2 separate regions of the Mus musculus genome follow, and region 2 is linked to region 1. Evidence: chromatin contacts called from public HiChIP or PLAC-seq data. All regions are on one chromosome and are shown on one strand. The core of a region is the stretch at or near the end of the contact, and the rest is flanking DNA. Distances in the headings are between cores, read along the strand shown.

Region 1 (2,700 bases), core at 169-2,668:
ATTCTGCCACCGTGCAGCCCTGAAGGAGAATACAGTAGCTACTGGTGCTGGCCGTCGTGACAGAAACGCCAAGCTTAGTTGGGTTGGAGTTGTAGCTCAGTGGGTAGAGGGCTTGTCCAGTCTGCACGAGGTCCTGGGTTTGATTCCCAGCACACCGTAAAGCAAGTATGGGGATGGGATGCAGGCCATGAGAGCTGAAGGCTGAGCCCTCATTTTCCTGTATTTACTTCCTGTCTCTCCAGGCACGCCCCAAAGGTGAGGGTCTGACGCCGTACCAAGGCAAGAAGCGCTGCTTTGGCGAGTACAAGTGCCCCAAATGCAAGAGAAAATGGATGAGTGGGAACTCTTGGGCCAACATGGGGCAGGAGTGCATCAAGTGCCACATCAACGTGTACCCGCACAAGCAGGTGGGTAGGCGGGGCCTGGGTAGGGGTGGAGCTAGCTGTGGGACTGAGCAGCCTGCAGTGGGTGGGGCTGGGGGAAGTCGCAGGGCGCTCTTTCAGGCTCCCTGCAGGGTGATTCTTTCCCCCTTCTGAGGCTTCACTGGCTCTCTACTCTGGAACCTGAAGCTGAGGTGTGTGGGTGGGGTAGGCAGGAAGGGTAAGCCATGGTGGATGACTGGGAGGACAGGGAATTAGGACAGCTCAGTTTCTACAAGTCTTCTAGTGTCTGGGTTCCGAGGATCTGGGCTGCAGGTCTGGGGGACTCACAGACTGTCTTATGACCTAGACAGAAAGGCAGAACCAGTTCGCACACTCAGAGGCAGAGGAACTGGACACGTGGCAGTTTTTCTGTGTGGGCCAGTGTCTGGCAGGACAGGCTAAGTATGGGGTCCCTTCCATCTTGCCAAGATACCCCTCGGTCCCTGATGGCTTTCCCTGCCTTCCTCCATCCCACATCCTACCAGCATAGCCTAAGTGTAGCCTGCTGACCTGCCAGCCTGGCTCTACACAGAAGAGCCCAATCTAGATGAATCTTTCAAGAGCTCGAAGCTCCATGCTTCCCACTCACCATCATCCAGCCAGTATTTGTTGAGCACCTACTGTGTGCTTTGGGAAGATTGAGGTACACAAAGGCAATAGGTTTTGAACAATCGCACCCTGCAGCACACACACCAGCCACGTTCTGGGTTCCTGGGTCCTTGTGTTCCTTTCTTTGGCTTGAGATTTGGGAATACCTCCCCCTTGCTCTCCTTGTGAGGGAGTGGAGCCTGTCCTCTTGCCCCTCCCCCAGTGCTGACCTGGGCCACCTCACTCCTCTGAGAAACCCTGCCCCCACTACATCTGTTTCCTGTCAGACTCCAACTGTGTCTCCCCCAGACAACCCAGCCCCCCTCCCACCCCAGAAGAGAGGAAAACACACGGGCTTTGCTCCCCTGCTGGGGGCTGGGGGTGGGGTGGGGCAGTTCACAGATCAGTCCCAGCTGCTGGGTGTTTCCTTCCACGGAGGGGAGTCATCCTGACAGCTCCCCCAAGCTCCCCACTGGCAACTTGAGGCTGCAGGCTGAGTAAGTCTTAGCAGCTGGCTAGAATCCACATTGACCAAGGCCAAGGAGAAAAACAGTTTTAAGGAACCTCAGGCTTGGGCCGGCCAGTGTAGGCCAAGAGTATTTCCCAAGGATTCAGCTGATGGTGGTCCTGCCCTTTCAAAACATTACTGATAATATTCAATATTAATACTAATGTATGGACAGTTCCCCATGAGCCAGGTACCCTTCTAACCACAACCCCATGAAACAGGACTTCTATTACGTATATTTTATGAAGGAGAACAATCATGCAAAGAGATGCTAAATTACTTGCTGACTGTCCACACAGACATTATGAAGTCTTTGTGGAGCTCGGTAGTTATAGAATCATTTACTGTCTAGTACACACGTGCACACACACACACACACACAGCTAAGCCTAGATGACACCTGTCACTAACCTGCTAGCTCAGGCTGTAGAAAGATGAGCTGAGGTAGCAGCCATCAGCCAATGGATGGCAGAGGTGGTGTTCAAAGCTGTCTGACGTGTGATACTACGAGCTGTGGACACACTGCAGAGACATGGGCAGAGCAGTTTTCCAGAACACTCTGCAAGCCTCTCAGCTCTCCTCATTGGCTCTGCCCTTACCCGTGGGAGCTCTGGATCTCTGTCAGCCCCTGGCATAGAAACCAGGACAGCAGTGCCTGGCAGGGTGGGCAGAGCAGTGCAAGCGAGTTCTCAGGACCACAAGGGTGGAAGCGGCCGCAAAGGAGGATGCCGCCCCAGGGACCGAAAGCCAGGGACCTGGAACAGGCTAGGAGAGAGCATGAGATCTAGAGCTCTGGGAGGAGGACAGGCAGCATGCCTGAGAGTATGGGGCTTGGGGTTCACTGTTTCCTCTCTGGAGTACTCTGGGTAAGACTTTTAAATGGCTTATGGTTTCCTCATCTGTGGTAAAACACCAGTCTTATGGAAGCTGTCCCCTTGAGTCAGCCTGAGTTCCATGGCAGTGCCTAGCCATACAAAAGGAGGAGCAGAGACAGTGTAGACTAGCCCACTCTTGTCCCTCTATCCCCTACTAGAAAGCTGGCTCGTGGAGGGCCTGGGAAGAGCTGAGGGGAGCCGTGGAAACTGACTAGACAGCTTGGGTTTGGCCTGGGGTAGATAACATGCTCCACTAGTCACCATCCTGAGCAGAGAGCATGGGAGGAGGCCCTGGGTGCTGGGAACA
Region 2 (2,700 bases), core at 94-2,593, 150 kb before region 1:
TTTGCTGCACTCACATATTCCCAGCACCTAGAACTGGGCCTTGGCATAAATTTGGGTACCTTCTAGTAGCAGTGTTTCCCCTAAACACACATTTGGTTTCCGATTATAAAATAACATCCTTTAAAAAGCAAAACAACAAATAAAAGCATGTACATTCTAACCTACCTGCTTCACGGCACCAAGACCCAACCAGAACAGCCTTGTACGTGCTCGCCCCCGCAGCTCTCCACACATATGCTCACCTCCCTGCAGGCTTCGTGCTCAGCTCATGAGAAATTCCCAATAAACTTCCTGCAGGCACCAGCCTAACCCAATCTCCTCGGACCTGAGAGACCTTCAGTGCCAAGAATCTCTTCCTCTAATATAGATGGGGGGAGGGGGGAGCCAGAGTAGGGTGGGTGTTAAGTAGATGACCTCATATTCTAAGTTGCTGCTCAGCATTCTATGCTCACAGAAACAGGCATGAGGTCTCCCTGAGAACTTGGGGTAAGCAGCCTTGATCCCTATAGCCCTGGCCCAGGGATACCTTGGCAGGGGCCTGACTTACCATGCCTGAGAGGTAGTCCTGGTTGAACTGCCCCGCATAGTTGGCTACGTTATCCAGCCCGATAGGGGGCATGCTGGGAGGAGGGTAGCCAGCACCTCCCCAGGGACCACCACCTGAAAGCAACACCAAGCCATTATTAGCTCTGTATCCCTGGCCCACTGACAGAACAGAAAAGAGGGCTGCAGAGGGGCTGCTGTGATAACCAAGGAAGACCAGCATCCAGCCAATGTTATAAAGACCCAGAAAGAATGGAACAAGAGGGCCAGGGAAAGCAGAGGAAGAAGGCAGGTCCAGCCCCAGTGGGGAGTCAGGCATGCTTTGTCCTCTCAAAGCCAGCACCACTGGGTGAGAGGACAGATCCATCCTTAGGCTCTGTGCGGAGCTGAGCATGTGACAGCCATGGACTCCAGGAATGCTGAGGATTCTCAGATGGAGAGAAATGAAGCCACGTCAGAGGGCAGGGACACTGTGAAGGACGGTATCAAGGAGCCCGTTGGGAGACCACATGGCTGGCTGTGTGTCCTGGGGCAAGGCTCTGAACCACTCATTCATGTCTGCAGAAGTGTGACCTCCAGCTGCTGAGGTAAGGGCTGAGGAGTTGACATGTGATGTCACAGACGGCAGTGTTTTTGCTGAAGAGGGGACTGAGGTCACTACTGCCAGATCAGAGAAAGGTCTAGCTTGGCTAGATATGCTCTGTGACAGTGATCAAGGTACTTCCCTGGTCCGTTTGTTCGTTTCTGCTGGATTCCCTCAATGGTAACTATCTTTGCAGTGCAGTGGCCCCTGTCTCCTTACCCAGAATCCCTCAGTTTCCTTACTACCATGGAAACCAAATGTTTTCAGGAAACAGTTCAGGGTAGGGCAGGGCAGGCGAGTCTTCAGAAGGAAGATTAGCTGAGTCACTGCCCCAGTTGGGTGGTCTCACCCCATCACCAGGGGATCCTGGAAGCCATGGGGAAGGGGATACAGAAAGGGACAGTGGCCTTTGGTATTGGCCTCAGTAGGAGAGACCCCGATGCTGCAAAATCCAAAATCATACTCCTTGAAACAGAGTGGGTGTGTTAGTAGCAACACTTTGCAGGATACTCCTGTAGGTTGTGACTCCCTGTCTTGTCCCCTGGGGACAGCCAGGGGAGGGAAAGAGCCGTCAAGCTATTTTGCCAAAGAGAAAGAGTCTCAGAGTAGAGCAGGCCTCCCCAGTCCTCTCCAGCCCCCAGTCTGCAGAAAGAGTCAATCCCCTGGGTCCTCTTACCTGGTGCAGCTGGAGGGTAGCCACCGGCAGGTGGAGGGTAGCCTGGGTAGCTCATGGCTAGAGCTGGAGAAGAAGAGAGAGTGCATTCAGATCATGTGGAGGGGCTCCGAGCAGGCCTGCTGAGATCTGCATCTTGGGAACAGAGCCCAAGGCCAGGCCACTATAGAAGGGATTGGCTTCCCATGCCCCAGCCCACACTTCCTGCGGGGGGGGGGGGGGGTGTCCCCAGCTTCATCAGGCCCACCCAGAGCTACAGGAGGGGACAACACCATAATCCAGCTGCCTGATTCCTTGACAACTGCTCCTCCAGGCCTGGTTTCTGTTTCCACCAACACGCTCTCTGACATCATATTCTAGGTAGAGCATCGCCCAAGACTCAGAGTCTACTTGTCCTTATTACTATCCTTCCACAACAATGAAGGACCCTGTTTCCCTGCATCCCATGTACAACCCTCAAGCTCACCACAACACCAACCAACACACACATACACACACACACACATACACACACACACACACGCGCGCCTCTGGGTCAGACCCAAGCTGCAAGATGCAAGATGCAAGATGCAAGCTGCAAGCTGCAAGCATAGACTGGCTGTCACAATCTTTAATAGCAGGTCTGTGTCTCTCCTGAGCATTCCACTAACATAAAATAACCTGATTATTGTGGGAGTCATCATTCTTGGAAACAAGAGATGCCCTCAGAAGGGCCTGGCAGGTACCAAAGCCCAAAGAAAGTAAGAGTTACATGGAAATGAGGCCACAAGGGCAAGAAAGAGCCCAGGGAAGCAGACAGAACACCTGCTCTCGCTGCCCGCTGTACACAAGTCTTCAGCAACGTCCCATGTCAATTAAAAGGCCCCAGAGGAACAAAGGTCAGCCACTGCCCTGCAACCTG

What was found. HiChIP or PLAC-seq counts read pairs in DNA pulled down with a chosen protein or histone mark.
Region 2: a contact with region 1 is called in an H3K27ac HiChIP or PLAC-seq map of epiblast stem cells. The contact joins two enhancer-like sites. A contact is called at or near these places in 19 of 39 promoter capture datasets (the 3T3-L1 cell line, 3T3-L1-derived adipocytes, the C10 cell line and 11 more), 5 of 484 Hi-C or Micro-C datasets (bone marrow-derived macrophages, embryonic stem cells, megakaryocyte progenitors and 1 more), 9 of 115 datasets of contacts at active chromatin or transcription factors (CD8 T cells, DN3 thymocytes, T-cell acute lymphoblastic leukemia and 6 more) and 3 of 9 other capture datasets (adipose tissue, embryonic stem cells and liver).

Annotation. Positions count from the first base shown.
Region 1 is chr14:25,717,334-25,720,033 of GRCm38.p6, reverse strand. Zcchc24 (zinc finger, CCHC domain containing 24) reads left to right here. Exons shown (of 4, transcript NM_001101433.2): 3 at 243-407. Among named protein-coding and RNA genes, the nearest start is that of Ppifos, 17 kb to the right of the region's middle. Within about 2 kb of position 1,418, at least 89 of the 459 cell types and tissues checked have an H3K27ac peak or open chromatin away from gene starts, as enhancers often do. A contact at or near this core is called in adipose tissue, epiblast stem cells and stem cell-derived epiblast-like cells, where this site is marked.
Region 2 is chr14:25,868,029-25,870,728 of GRCm38.p6, reverse strand. Anxa11 (annexin A11) reads right to left here. Exons shown (of 15, transcript NM_013469.2): 2 at 1,803-1,865; 3 at 548-660. The coding sequence starts at 1,857. Among named protein-coding and RNA genes, the nearest start is that of Anxa11, 27 kb to the right of the region's middle. Within about 2 kb of position 1,343, at least 74 of the 459 cell types and tissues checked have an H3K27ac peak or open chromatin away from gene starts, as enhancers often do. A contact at or near this core is called in adipose tissue, epiblast stem cells and stem cell-derived epiblast-like cells, where this site is marked.